Regions from separate parts of the Mus musculus genome. Here regions 2, 3 and 4 are each linked to region 1. Evidence: chromatin contacts called from public HiChIP or PLAC-seq and promoter capture Hi-C data. All regions are on one chromosome and are shown on one strand. The core of a region is the stretch at or near the end of the contact, and the rest is flanking DNA. Distances in the headings are between cores, read along the strand shown. Region 1 holds the start of Prdm1 (PR domain containing 1, with ZNF domain). Region 2 overlaps Gm35154 (a long non-coding RNA gene). Region 3 overlaps Gm35154 (a long non-coding RNA gene). Region 4 holds the start of Atg5 (autophagy related 5).

Region 1 (3,213 bases), core at 527-3,026:
TTGGAGTACTTGTACAGTTGAGTAAGAGTCCAAAGCCGTGTAAAGTAGACTGCCTTGAAGAAGCACGGTTTTAAAATGCAGCCTTTGGCTGAAAAAAAAAAAAAAAGCGTATATGTATATGTTAACCTCATCGGGAGAGAAAGAACAGCTACCTTTGAACAATCCTTGGCTTTATCACTCAAGGCAGAAATGTGTTGTGGGCGCTGCTGCGTCCTGTGTCCCGGGACGCCCGGGGTCATGGCCGCCAGACCCTCAGAGCTGTGGAAAAGCTGTCTCAGAGAAGTGTCACAAACAAGGGGAGGAAGAGGCAGGGGCGCTGCCTGCGTCTGAATGAAGCTAAAAATGGAAAACACGTGTGGTGCAGGAGCGGAACCCAGTCTGCCTTTTCCAAATGGGGAAAACTGAACTTTCCCACCAGCTCCCTAGCGAAGCAACTTTCAAAACAACTAGGTCCCCTCCCTCTGCCGCGCGCGCGCGCGCGTTCAGTCTCTTTCATCCTCCAGCAGGCAAGCCTGAGAGGGGTTGCATCCTGCCAGCATCCTTGAGTACCAGCCTTCCCGAGCTCCCATGGACCACAGGAAAAGAAAAATTGGGGAAGAGGGAAACACCCAGCAGTTTTGTTTGTTTTTTTAATCCGTGGGCATCTCGAGCCAGATAGAAAAATTAAAAACAAAACATATTAAAAAAAAAGTCAATAGAATTCCCTGAAGAGAATTCCTTTAGGAGCCCTCAGCCACAAATAGCACTTTCTATTTAAATGTGAAAGTGCATGAATTCCCAGAAGTCACTGAAGTGGCACAGTTTACTGTAACTAAAGTTATACAGAAGACTTGGGGATCCTCCTCTTATCTGCCCTCGGAAAAAGTCCTTTCCAAAGAGGAAAAGCAAGAAAGATAAAACAGCCTCTGCAACGTATTCCCACATAGACGCCGCAGATAAAAATTAGGAATAAGGATAACCATGTTAGAACGCGCGCTTGTGAAAATGTAAACACAGTACAGCGGGAGTCCCTCTCCGGAGCTGGTCTTTACAATTCGTCCCTAGATAGGACGCTCCGAGAAGGGGAAAGATGCTTACTTGTCCTTGTCCCGGGTACAACTTAAACTATCTCATTCTTATTTAGTTCCAACATGTAAGGTCATGTGGAACAAACGATGTTAAATACAAGTGAAAACCTAAGTCAACCCGGGATAGTTACAGTAATGTAAAGGCAGCGAGTGGCGAAGCGGACAAGAACCACTACTGAAATTTCAGTGAATTGACAATTATGTCTAGAACTGAAAGGGTTAATGATTCATACGGAGGAAAAAAGTCTTCTAAATGTTTGACAGTGCTCCGCGTACTAAAACAGAAGCGCTGGTTTCTACTGAGGCTTCATTCTTTTTTTTTTTTTAAAAGGGGGAGGGGGGAGAAAAGAAAAGTTAAAAAAAAAAGGAAGAAAGAAAAAGGGATAAAAGGTTTCAAATCGTATTAAAGACAGAATCTGGTTCCTTACCAAGGTCGTACCCACACGTTTTTCCAAGAGAAGATCCAACATCTGAGATAAGCCTCTCTCATGTCCACCCAGTCCACATCCTCCCGCGTCCCTGCCGGGCTGAGCAGTACTGACGCGCACCTCGGCGGTCCCTCCTTTTCTACGGCCGCGGGCCGGGCTCGCTCCGGGCGGACAGGTGCTGCGCGCTGCTCTTGCGTCTCCGCGACACTGGAGGGCCGAGTGTCACTGCAGCAGTGTCTGTGCGAGCGAGCGAGTGAGCGAGCGACTGACTACTCTTCCCCCTCCCTGCCCTGCCGCAGACTTCTTTACCAATACTGACGGTCTGATTCACTCCTACCAGCCGCCGCGATGGGGGCGTGGCCGCACCTGGCCAGCCCAGCCGTGCAGCGTGGGGTTCAGGGCTTCCCCCCACCGACTGCGACCCGCGGCAGCTTCCTCTGTTTGCAAATGGATTTCAACAAGGACTGGGAATCTTCTTACTTCCCTTTGCAGGCGCTTGCCCTCCATGTTTACCCACACTACGATTGTATTCTAAGTCCTCCGGATCGCTAGCTTCCTGTCGCGGCAGAGCGGGGCGGGGTGGGGGACTCCTCCTCAAAAGAAAACCCTAGTCACCTAAACTCGGTGTCTCAATTACAGGATCCGACGTACTTCGAAGGAAAGAGCTAAAGTATTTTGGCAGCACATGCAATACAATTTCGCTGTGTAGTCCTGGAGTCATTGCCAATGAAATAAATATTCTAAGGCGGTTCTCCTCTAGTATTAAACGTATAGGATTTCATTTCTCCTGCTAACTGAATACATTCAGCTTAGGTAGACCTAACTTCCTCCTTTCGACCATTTGGAAATAGGGAAACAGGAAAAAGTTATAATCATATATACTGGTTTTGTTGTCCCTGCCTCTCATGCCCAAACCCACAGCCAGGCTTCCGAGCGTGTGCGTACAATGGAGAGTAGGAATGCTTCCCAGTTAAAAAGGGGATGTTGGGCTGGGGGCAGTGAGTGGAAAGCTGTTGGAGGCAGTAATTAGTGGGGCTCGTTCTGAGCCTGGCCGGCTTTTCCTTCAGCCCCAGTCTGTCTTCTGGAGAAGGAAGGACATCCTGTGATGATGGCATACAATGTCCTGTTTGTTTATTATTAAGAGCGTGGACCTTGCATTCCTGCTTCTCATTACAAAACAAACCAGATGCGGTACTTCCTTCAATGGTCTTTTGCCTTCAGCAGGGATCCTCCAATTCACAGAAACAATGCTGCTAAGGGCCCATTTATAGCCAGCATCCCATCACAGCGACTTTTTAGATCACAGAAACTCAAGTCTTCCCCTTATCTTGCTTGCCTCATCGCAGGTTCCCCTCACCCCCACCCCCATTTTTAAAAATCATCTCTCCCAAAAGTTTACGATGTGGTATCTTTTCTAGTATTCTAAACACACGGGGCATACACACCCACCCACATCCAGATCCACACCCACATTCACACACCCAGACCCAACCTAATGATACCAACTTAGTCATACAATGAAGTGGACATTTGAGTATTTGTTTACAGGAAGAAATGAAACACAGCAAAACAAAAGCCCAACTCAATCATAAAGACAGGCTTGTTCTTCTGTTTTCCTTTCAAGAAACTTTCCCAGAAAAATTTTTTTGGGGGGGAGGGGTGTGTGGAAGGTATCACAGAAAATGATATGTGCATCTAAAAAATCCTTCTACAATTTA
Region 2 (3,213 bases), core at 360-2,859, 220 kb after region 1:
AATGGCAGAGCTTGATATGTGGTCATACTTCTCCTTGGACAGTGTTGCTTCTTTTAACATTGGGCTTGCTAAAAAGCTCACTGGTATTTGACTTAGACATGTGTAATAAGTTATCTAATGCTTTCAAGTCTCAGTTTCCTCATCTGTGAAATGAAACGGTTAGTCACCAGCCCATTGGATTTCTGTGATGATCAAGTGTAGTTGATGTAGCTTCAGTGCCTAGTGCAGTACGTGGGAGTTATAGATGCATGCTCGGAGGCCACCTGCTTCAGCCTTGTCCCATTCTTGCCAAAGAATCATTTGGAATAAAAGTTAAAGTGAAACTAACAGCTTGACAGAAATTGTACCAGCATCAGGCCCTGTAACCCAGGGTAAACAACTCAAAAGCAAACAACATTTCTGTTGATGTTTATTTTATTTTTGGTGAAGGATAACCTGTATCTGGAGGAAAGTATAAGCTCCCAAGTGCACAGAATCTTTAGGTTTCATATGTGCATGCTTCTCTGTTGCTTCCCAGTCCATAGCTGCCCTGGATGCCCATTTTATATTTCACTTGCATTGCTGGGGGACATGAGAAGACTGAGGTTCTGGTCCTGGCAGCTAGCCTTTAACCTTTAGGCTGACTTTTGTGTGATGGCCAACTTGTTATACCTGCCTGTGTGGATCCTTGAGTATGAAGTAGGTTTTTGTTGTTGTTGTTGTTTAACATTAATTTTTCCAAGACAGGGTTTTGATGTATACCCTTGGCTATCCTGGAACTCGCTCTAAAGACCACACTGGCCTCAAACTTGTAGAAATCTTCCTGCTTCTGCCTCCCAAGTGCTGGGCCATCACTGATTGAAGAAGTTTTTTACCTGAGGTAATATTTGATAGACTTCACGGGAAGTTCTGAGGCAAGTTGTCTTAGGACTAAGATATTTTCAATGCTATCAAAAAGTCAGAATTATGGGACAGAATCTTGGGCAGCTGAGACTTCTGTCATATATTTTATAGACACAATTAATTTGGTCAAATAGCTTTTTGTTTGACTAGACTTTAATGACTTCATCTATCCTTATGACAAAATGAAAATCTCTATAATTAGAGATAAGGTTTGAAAGGATAGAGTAAATTTTTCCCTGAGGAAGAACCTGGGACACATTCTCTGCCAGGATGCCTAGTTGTAATATGTGTCCTATAAAATGGCAATTCTTTCTGAGTTCTTCTCTATGAGTAGGAATCAGAACCTCTCATTCTTCCATTGTCTTCCATTACCATTGCAACAGTCTTTCCTTCTGGTTTTTCTCAGCCTGCTTCCTTTTGGTCTTCTTCTAGAGGAAGACCTTGAGTTATGGGTTTGTGCTAATGAGTTCCCTGCAGCTGAAACTCAGGAGTCAGCCTGGACTCCTGCTTCCTCCACTCTGTATCAGAAAATCTATATGCTCCGAAATCTGTCTGTTTCTCTCTATCTTCCCCTGCTTTAACTACCTTTATGTCCTGCTGAACTACCTCAGTGGTGACTCACTTCCGGCTTCCTTCTAGTCTCAAACAGAAGTTGTGGTGATCTGTTAAAATAATGAAGGAAAGCACCACTGTGTGCATCTTGTTCCCTCTACTTCCTCTTACGTCACACTCACTCCAGCTCTGTGCTCTAGTCCTTAGTTCTTCAGGATGTCATTCCTCTGCTACTGCCCTGTCCCATACACCCTTCTCTAATTGGACAGTGCATTTGTCCAATTCTAAAAATGTAATTTGCAGCTGGATTAGCTCAAATGCCCATTCCCCAACTAAATGTTCTCAACTTTTCCATCAGTGAAAGTTCCCAAGTTCCAGATACCAACTTTTTCATTCAAAGTGCTTGATTTGCATCTTAATAAGAGATGCTTGTTGGCAGTCTTTTTTAGCTGAAAAATTCTTTTATCAGACTATGACATAGTATTGGTTAGGTGTTCACTGGAGTAGATATATAGGATCCATTTTTTACACTGACTCATATATTGCTAGAACTCTGATAAGCATCAAACAAAATACAGTGAGCATAATTGAGGTCAGATATTTGATCACTGGGTGCATTGTAATGTGTTTTTCTATTCAGTATTTGCTCCAGTAAAGTCAAAGAAGAAATACTTCTCCCTAGGGATTTGCACATGTAAAGCAAATGTTGGCCGGAGAAAGACTTCATGGACAGGCAGTAATGGGGAGCATAATGTTCTTTTCTTCTGGTTCCATCTTCAGGAATGATGCCAGGTCCTTAAATCAGCATTTCTTTCCTTCTTTCTTCAATGGGAACACTATAAATAACAACAGATGTCTATGCTCCACCCCTATAATTTCCAATTCAATAATTCAGGGATACAACCTGAGAATTTACACTTCTAGCAAGTTCTCAGATGATGCTGATGGCACAGGTGTTGAACCACGCTTACTGAAACCACTTAAAGTAATTCTAGTACAAAATTCAGGCCCAGGCTCATCTCCCCAAACAAGGAGGGGTTCATTTGCCAATACCCAAATGTCTTTGTGAGTCTATAGGTATAGTGGTTGAAGAAGTGTGGGTGAGCAGAGGGAGAGCCCTTGATGATCCCACTGTTACAAGTTTGTGGATAATGTTCATGATTAGACAAATACTAATATTTCATTGGCATGTTGTGAGTAAGTAATCATGTTATTGGCTATTGCGTCTCTGGATCTTTTAAAAAATATAGTATATTAACTGGAGCACAACATGTTTTGGCAGGGGCAGGGCACCCACTGTTGTCCAAAGTAAGGTGCTACAAGCTAGCCAGGGAGTAATGGAGCACAAGGAAATCAGACAGACTTAGGTAAAAGCAGCTGCTTATGGATGAAATTGAATTTTAGTTTACACGTCAACTTTTTGAAAGAACACAGGTATGTAGATGGCAGGGTTTGCTATCCACAGAGCAGTGGCTGAAGAGTGCTTTGAGGAGCATGCATGGTTTTTGTTCTGTTTTCACAATCTCCTCCAGATTTCGGTTTTCAAATATGGGTCATGAAGGAGGTCACATGTTAGATATTCTACATATCAGATTTTACATTACAATTCATAACCATAGCAAAATTAGTTATGAATTAATAACAAAATAATTTTATGGTTGGGAGCTTCTTGGTAAAACATAAGGAAATGTATTAAATGGTAGCAGCAGGTTGAGAAACACTGGTTTAGATCAAGGGTCAGTCATTTTATTTTCTCTATAAGGCCAGAGACGGAAAATA
Region 3 (3,213 bases), core at 262-2,761, 200 kb after region 1:
AATTTTCCTAGAAACTGGGTCTCTCTATGTAAGCCCTACTGCCTTAGAACTTGCTCTGTGAACAAGGCTAGCCTCAAACTCACAAAGATCTGTCTGTGTCTGCCTCCCGCGTGCTGGAATTAAAGGCATGTATCACCGTGCCTGAGTCTGTTTTTCATTATAACTTGACTAAGAGTATGTGCTTTTGTGCTTCAGTTGGGTTGAGTCATAGGAGATAGGTCCCTGAAGATAGATGCACTGGGCTGGGAACAGCTGAGAAACATGCCTGTACTCTCAGATCTGGTTAGTCAAATCCCTTTCGTGTGTTTTGTAAGTACTTAATTATTTTCTTTTAAGCATTAGTGAACAATATGCCAACTTTATTGTGTTGGGACTTTTTTTTTCTTCATTCATTTCTTCTTAACAAAAAATCCATGTGTGTTCTTAGGGAAATACGAGTCACAAGTTTTTGATTCATTTACACTTAACTCATAGTAGTGTGGTTTTGACACTCTTTGATATCTAAGAAGCCTTTTCACTATTGCATCAAATATTTTGACTGCGCTCTCATCTTAGCAACCGGAAGTTGCATTTGGACATGGATAGATGCATACAATCATGCACCAAAATACTTCAGTTGGATTGCAACTCTGATGTTTGAGCAGGCTTTAAACTTGAGGAAAATGTTCCCTCAACACTATGCCTTTTCCTCACCAACTGTTGCTCAGAATTCCAGGGAAGGCAGAGGGGCAGCATGCTGGCTTTGTCTTGGGAAGCTCTGGCTCACTGAAGAGTTCCTGGAAACTATTTTTAAGGAAGTAAATGCATGTGGCTGCTAAGAGCTGTCAGCTACAGACAGGACAACCAAAGGGCAGTTTGTCTTTCTGAAATTAATGTTACTTTTTTTTTTCCCAACTGAAGGCAAATAGTAGCATGATAAAAATATATGAACTTGAACATTAATAGGATTTAATGTGTGAAACAACTCAAGCAGCATATACTCTCCCTTCATTAACTGCACAGAATTTTTAGTCTACAAAGTAAGCATGCAGGATTACCTGTCTACCCTTAAATCCCACAGTTCCTGTACATATAGGCAAAAACTGTTTTTTAAATGTACTGTAACTAATACAGAAGTACAGTCTTCAGTGTTTCAGAATAACATGTCATCTGTCTTTCCAAACCAAACCAAAATAAAATAACAAATGTGGGAAACCAAGATATCTCAAAAAGAAGTGTTCTGGACCTCAAGTTCTGATTTTGTAATACAGAAAGCTAATGAAAGTCTCACATGTCTTACTTGGTCACGTATAATACGCACTTAGGCCTCATGGTAATCCTGAGATCTTGGTAAACATGTGTTTACCCCATTTTCTGCAACAAATTAGTCTGAATGCTGAGCTGGCAAACAGCTGCCATGGGTTGCATGAGAAAAATAACTCAAGAAATGAGAAACTGTTATTGGTTCCTTAAATCCTGGAGGTCAGGACTTTGAGAAGACAGAAACAAAGTCTTTTTTGGCTTTGGGGTGCTGCCAGGAGAACCTCATCAGACTCAGCTGTGGATGAAGGAAGGCCTTGTCTAACCCTGGGGTATTTCCTGTGCTCCTCTGTGGGTCATCATGGAGAGATTAACAAACAAACAAACAAACAAACAAACAAACAAACCAGCACATAAGCTCAGTTGTCTTAACATAGTCTACCTTATGTAGAATTTTGAGAACATTTCTTCTCCTTGGTTGCCTGTAGTTAGTTGATTTTCCTGGCCTACTTTCCATTAGTTATTAAGGGTCAGCGCTCAGATCCAGAGTAGAGAGGGCCCACACAAAGATGAAAGGAAGCTATTTTCTGACTTGCTTCTGTGACAGGGGGTGTATGCACTTTTACTTGAGAGCTGTTTTTGAAAGGGACACTCAAGATATGGGATGACTGAATCCCATTCAAAGGGGCAGATGCCACAAGTTCAGAACATTCAAACCTTCCAAGTTATTAAGTTTTTCTCAAACACTGCCCTTAGTTAATGCATATTAGTCTCTCTTACTTATCCAGGCAGGCTTGCACAGAGATGCCTTGTTCTCTGTGTATCACTTCAGTTGAGATCAGTATTTCTTTTGTTTGTTTTGTTTTTTGTTAAGTCTGAAGACAGGTAAAGCATCTTAGCTAAGCCATGTTGTGCAGACCTTAACAAAGGTCTTCGTCTGTGTTCAGAAAAGGTATTTTTTCTGGCCCTTTCCCTTGCTATTTCTAGATGAAAACACATTACTTCTAGTCTTTTGGCATATTATTGAAAGTCTCAATCATCAAGCCAAACTCATTGATAGACAATTCTTAGAAATATGAAGAAGTCATCAATTTTCTTTGCCTTCTTATGTACCCTTCGTATTTCTAGTTCTCAGTTGTTTAGACTGAAGTGTAGTGAATGTGTTTCTATTGATATGACCACTTAGGAAATGCAGCTTTGGGTCCTTTGGAAACTCAGTAGTTAAATACATTTATGATGTCATTAGCTGTTTCTTACAAATTAAGGATTTATATTTTCACAAATCATGAGTTTTTTCGTAAGTGGAATTTCCAAATAGAAAATATAGTCCTTCCCCTTCTCTCTCCTTCTCCTTCTCCTTCTCTGCCCTGTTGCACAGTACCAAGTCAGTCTCCACAGCTTAGACGATGGAAAGAGAAGTTAACTTCTAAGGACGGTTGATGTTGTTTGGTTTTCTCCTATATGGAGCAATGGTGATTCATGCCTTTTCCACTGTCACACTGTCAGCATCTGCTAATCATAGCCCCATGATCACAGGATCTGTGCCCATAAACAATTTCCAGGAGGTATAGAGCAGCACAGGGGCCACTCAGGAGTAAACAGTACTTACTCTGTAACTCATTACACCCTCTTTCCCATTGTTTGCCATGTGCTTGAAATACTAGCTCCCTGCACGGTGTCCAAGCATGTTAGTAAACCAGCTCCTTTCACTGTCTCCCATTCTTAGACCTTAAGTAGAAATCTGGCTTTTCTAACAAAGCTCAGTGGATTTCCTTCTTGAAAGAGGAAGATACTGTGATGCTGAAGCTCATGTCTATCTCTCCTATTTCTTGCTAATACATTTTGGAGGACCTGGGAGGGAGAGCATTTAATACTATTGTGAAGCAAACTCCATGCATTGTTATTTAAGTTTGTGGATTTATTTTGGTCCAGCAGTTATGTTGTCTAACTCCTATTCCCCATCATATGGGTTCT
Region 4 (3,213 bases), core at 518-3,017, 190 kb before region 1:
GACAGAGAGAAGGAGAGAGGAGAGAAGCAGAGGCCAGCCATGGCTACATGGGGGGTGAGGGTGGGGAATGGGAGCAAGGGGGCAAGACCTAAGAGAGAGGCAAGAGAGTAGGAGGGTAAGAGAGAGGAGGGGTCAAGCAATCCCTTTTATACTGGGCCAAGCCTATCTAGCTGTTGCCAGGTAACTGTGAGGAGGAGCATACCTGGCTGCTGGCAGGAACTGTGGGGGTGGAGTTTAGACAGAATTCCAACACACTCCACCTACTCAAAGCAGAAATCTCTACTATATTAAACTCAGTAATCAGTTACTAGCTGAAATCATACCTGGTCTAAGCACTGAAAATAAATGACTATTGTATGCTCAGCCATAAAAGGGACACCATCTCCTCCAAGGCTCAAGGAACCTCACAAAAGAAAGGTGTCAAACTCATGGGACAAGAGCAAGATCACTACAACAAAGTTTGAGGCAAATTTGGAGCAAGTTTTATTAAGTACTGGCCAGGACGTGGACACTGGTACAAGGTCCACACCCAGGATAACCAGAGAATGGCACCAAATTACATTAGGTGGAGCCTTATGAAGGCCAACCCAGCTTCTCCTCAACAGAAGTCTGACAAGACCCTCTTGGGTTTCTTCAGGTAACACTGCCTTTATTTAGATTCATGGCTCTAGCCAGGCTCTGCCGCTGCTGACAGAGCAAAGTGTCGTGGCAGAAATTCCAGTAGAGAAATTGAAGCAGAAGGATGGTAAATTCAAGGTCAGATCGGAGGATGGGGGTTAAAGAGTATCCATGATTATACATAGAGTTTGAGGTCAGTCAGCGTTGCACGAGAGCTTGTCTCAAACCCAAAAAAGGAGGAAGAAAGGAAAGAAAAAAAAAGGCTGGAGAAATACCTACAGATCAGTGTAGTTAAGAGTTAATTGTGCTCACTGATCTCGCAAAAGACTAAAATCATTTCCAGTGCCTGCACTGGGTGCCTCACAACTGCCTGTAACTGCAGCTCCCGGGGCTCCATTTACCATCTCTTAGGATCTAGTTGGACACCTCATCCTCTCCGGGTGGGGGAAGGAAAGAGAAGAGTAAGAGGGGAGAAGAGAAGGAGGAAGAGAAGGTGGAGGAGGACGAGGAGGAGGGTGTTAAAATGTTTGGTGAGTGAAGACCCAGATCAAGTACTCTTTACGTTTTGTTTTATTTTCAAAGCAATAAGAGTAGGAAAGGTACTCTTAGAGGTGAGGGAGGTTTTGGTACTTTTACCAACTGGGGTTAAATACAGCCACTAATGCCTACTGTGGTCCTACAGGAGTGGGGAGGTTCTACCGAGCAAATGAATGTGGTTTACCTTGAAAGCCGGGTGTGGTGGCTCACGTCTGCAGTTCTAGCACTTGGGAGACTGAGGAACACGAGATACCTAGTTAAGTCCCAGACTTGCAGCTTGATACCCCTGTCCTGACTCTAACCCAACTAAATTAAACCATCCCAACCACCCTTAAAAGTAAGGTTTTTACAATACTGTTTTGTGAGGAAGAGAAAAATGCTGCTACCACGGCAGCCGATGTCTCAGGATCCTTTATTTCTCTGTTCTTCCACAACTGTCACACTGACAACCGGGAACACCAACGACTGCGTTCTGTCCATCCAAGAAGAAAACCGGCAAACTCGTTCCGAGTTCAGGCGCTCCCTGTGTGTCTGCGCACGCTCAGGAGCAACTCAGGTCTTGCCAGGTTGGGCCGCGCTCGGAGGGCGGAGCGCTTGCCACGTGGTCTTGGTGACGTCATCTCCGGGCGCCGAGGGTGACTGGACCTACGGTGGGCGCCCGGCGCTGCGGTTCACTCTGGTTCCGAGGGCGGAAGTGCCCGTCGGGCTGTTTTCTGACCCGGGCGGCAGCACTGTGCGGCTGCGCGCGCACTGGGACTTCTGCTCCTGCGCCTCTGCAGGACAGTGTGATCCCGGCAGACAGAACCCGACCGAGCGGCTTTCGCGCTGCGGGAAGCCGGAGCAGAGCCGGCACCTCGGGTAGGGCTCATGTGTGTCCCGGGCGTGGAAGTGTGGGGCGGGAGTGGGACCGGGCAGGGGCAGGGGCTGCGGGCGAGCGGCCCGTGTAAAGAGCGCACCCGGAGGGATGGCGGGGGAGGCGGTGCCGCTGGGCGGAGGTGGGGTTGGCGAGACACCGGCCCGGGAGCCCTTGGGCAGTCTAGCTGTCCCTTTGGGTAGTTAGTATGTCAGTTCCTTACTAAGGTAGGAAATGTAGCATCGAGTCTGGAGCTCAAGTTAAGGACTTGCATTTTATTTAAATCGTAATTGTTTCGGTGCTTTTTGATTCTATCTAAACGCAGACTGTTTCTCTTCGATGCAGTTCTTTGAGTCTCAGTTTAATTTTAGTACTTAATACTAACAAATGCATTTTTCTGTTAGTAGAACACTTTCGTTTATTTAGTTACTTTGTTGAAATTGCTCTCAAAGAATATAAACTTGAGGAACCTAAGAATCTGGGTGGCATGTAGGTTTTTCTCCCAAAGCATGTAGCATTGTTTTCACTGAGAAAGCATAGCAAGTCTTCACTAGTCAGAACCCCAGGAGCAGTTGACTATCTAAAGCCTTCTAGAATTCACCTGATAAGTATCTTGGGTCCTTGATACCGAGTATTTGAGTCAGATGCAAATATTCTGACTTCATTAAAATTATTGTTTGAATTGAAATTTGAGAACAAGAACATTGGCTTTATGGTAGTTGTCTTGGCAGGTGAGAATGTTACACTAAGTTTAATTGTACTTTGAGCCCAGTTTTGTGGCCTGTACCTTTAATTCCAGCAGTGGAGGTGGGGTGAAGGCAGGAAAATCAGGAGTTTAAGGCCAGCCTTGGCTATTTAGTGAGTTTGCTGCAATCCTAGAGGGCATGGTACTCTTTGCAACACACAGACAACATCCTCCAAAGCCCAAAAACAACCTAGCATTTTTTGGCCCTGCATTGGATCTTGAGCAGCACAAAACCAAACTATAACCCGAAAACAAAACAAACCCCAACTGTGATTGCCCACGTTTCTAATCCTTGTGCTAGAGAAGCTGAGGAAGGAAGGTTGCTTTGGGTTGGAGGCCAGCCTGTACTACAGAGCAAGACTCTTGTCTCCGAAAAGAACACACAAACACACACACACAGCTTTAATCCCGGTCTGCATAGTGAGTTTTAGACTAATCAGAGTGACACAGTGAGCACCTG

The links. Promoter capture Hi-C pulls out the DNA fragments that hold promoters and counts their contacts. HiChIP or PLAC-seq counts read pairs in DNA pulled down with a chosen protein or histone mark.
Region 2: a contact with region 1 is called in a BATF HiChIP or PLAC-seq map of CD8 T cells, with 13 read pairs. The contact joins the enhancer-like site here to the promoter of Prdm1 in region 1. A contact is called at or near these places in 1 of 39 promoter capture datasets (macrophages), 2 of 15 datasets of contacts at CTCF or cohesin (large pre-B cells and pro-B cells), 5 of 484 Hi-C or Micro-C datasets (B cells, adipose-derived mesenchymal stem cells, cerebral cortex and 1 more), 14 of 115 datasets of contacts at active chromatin or transcription factors (the 230-238 cell line, CD8 T cells, bone marrow-derived dendritic cells and 6 more) and 4 of 9 other capture datasets (adipose tissue, embryonic stem cells, liver and 1 more).
Region 3: a promoter capture Hi-C map of macrophages shows a contact between it and region 1, with 11 read pairs. The contact joins the enhancer-like site here to the promoter of Prdm1 in region 1. A contact is called at or near these places in 1 of 39 promoter capture datasets (macrophages), 4 of 484 Hi-C or Micro-C datasets (bone marrow-derived macrophages, macrophages and uterus), 6 of 115 datasets of contacts at active chromatin or transcription factors (bone marrow-derived dendritic cells, bone marrow-derived macrophages, embryonic stem cells and 3 more) and 5 of 9 other capture datasets (adipose tissue, bone marrow-derived macrophages, liver and 2 more).
Region 4: an H3K4me3 HiChIP or PLAC-seq map of the 230-238 cell line shows a contact between it and region 1, with 29 read pairs. The contact joins the promoter of Atg5 here to the promoter of Prdm1 in region 1. A contact is called at or near these places in 6 of 39 promoter capture datasets (HPC-7-derived erythroid cells, hematopoietic stem and progenitor cells, hippocampal neurons and 2 more), 11 of 484 Hi-C or Micro-C datasets (B cells, CD4 T cells, LSK cells and 4 more), 13 of 115 datasets of contacts at active chromatin or transcription factors (the 230-238 cell line, the SCID.adh cell line, bone marrow-derived macrophages and 6 more) and 4 of 9 other capture datasets (adipose tissue, embryonic stem cells, liver and 1 more).

Annotation. Positions count from the first base shown.
Region 1 is chr10:44,456,972-44,460,184 of GRCm38.p6, forward strand. Prdm1 (PR domain containing 1, with ZNF domain) reads right to left here and starts at 1,777. Exons shown (of 7, transcript NM_007548.4): 1 at 1,496-1,777. The coding sequence starts at 1,537.
Region 2 is chr10:44,675,167-44,678,379 of GRCm38.p6, forward strand. All of the region lies in intron 2 of Gm35154 (a long non-coding RNA gene), which reads left to right. Among named protein-coding and RNA genes, the nearest start is that of Gm22503, 56 kb to the right of the region's middle. Within about 2 kb of position 1,610, at least 17 of the 459 cell types and tissues checked have an H3K27ac peak or open chromatin away from gene starts, as enhancers often do. A contact at or near this core is called in CD8 T cells, bone marrow-derived macrophages and trophoblast stem cells, where this site is marked.
Region 3 is chr10:44,657,035-44,660,247 of GRCm38.p6, forward strand. All of the region lies in intron 2 of Gm35154 (a long non-coding RNA gene), which reads left to right. Among named protein-coding and RNA genes, the nearest start is that of Gm35154, 60 kb to the left of the region's middle. Within about 2 kb of position 1,512, at least 11 of the 459 cell types and tissues checked have an H3K27ac peak or open chromatin away from gene starts, as enhancers often do. A contact at or near this core is called in bone marrow-derived macrophages and macrophages, where this site is marked.
Region 4 is chr10:44,266,572-44,269,784 of GRCm38.p6, forward strand. It overlaps Atg5 (autophagy related 5), which reads left to right and starts at 1,768. Exons shown (of 8, transcript NM_053069.6): 1 at 1,768-2,013. It overlaps Gm40637 (a long non-coding RNA gene), which reads right to left and starts at 1,631. Exons shown (of 2, transcript XR_871625.2): 1 at 1,542-1,631; 2 at 1,171-1,390.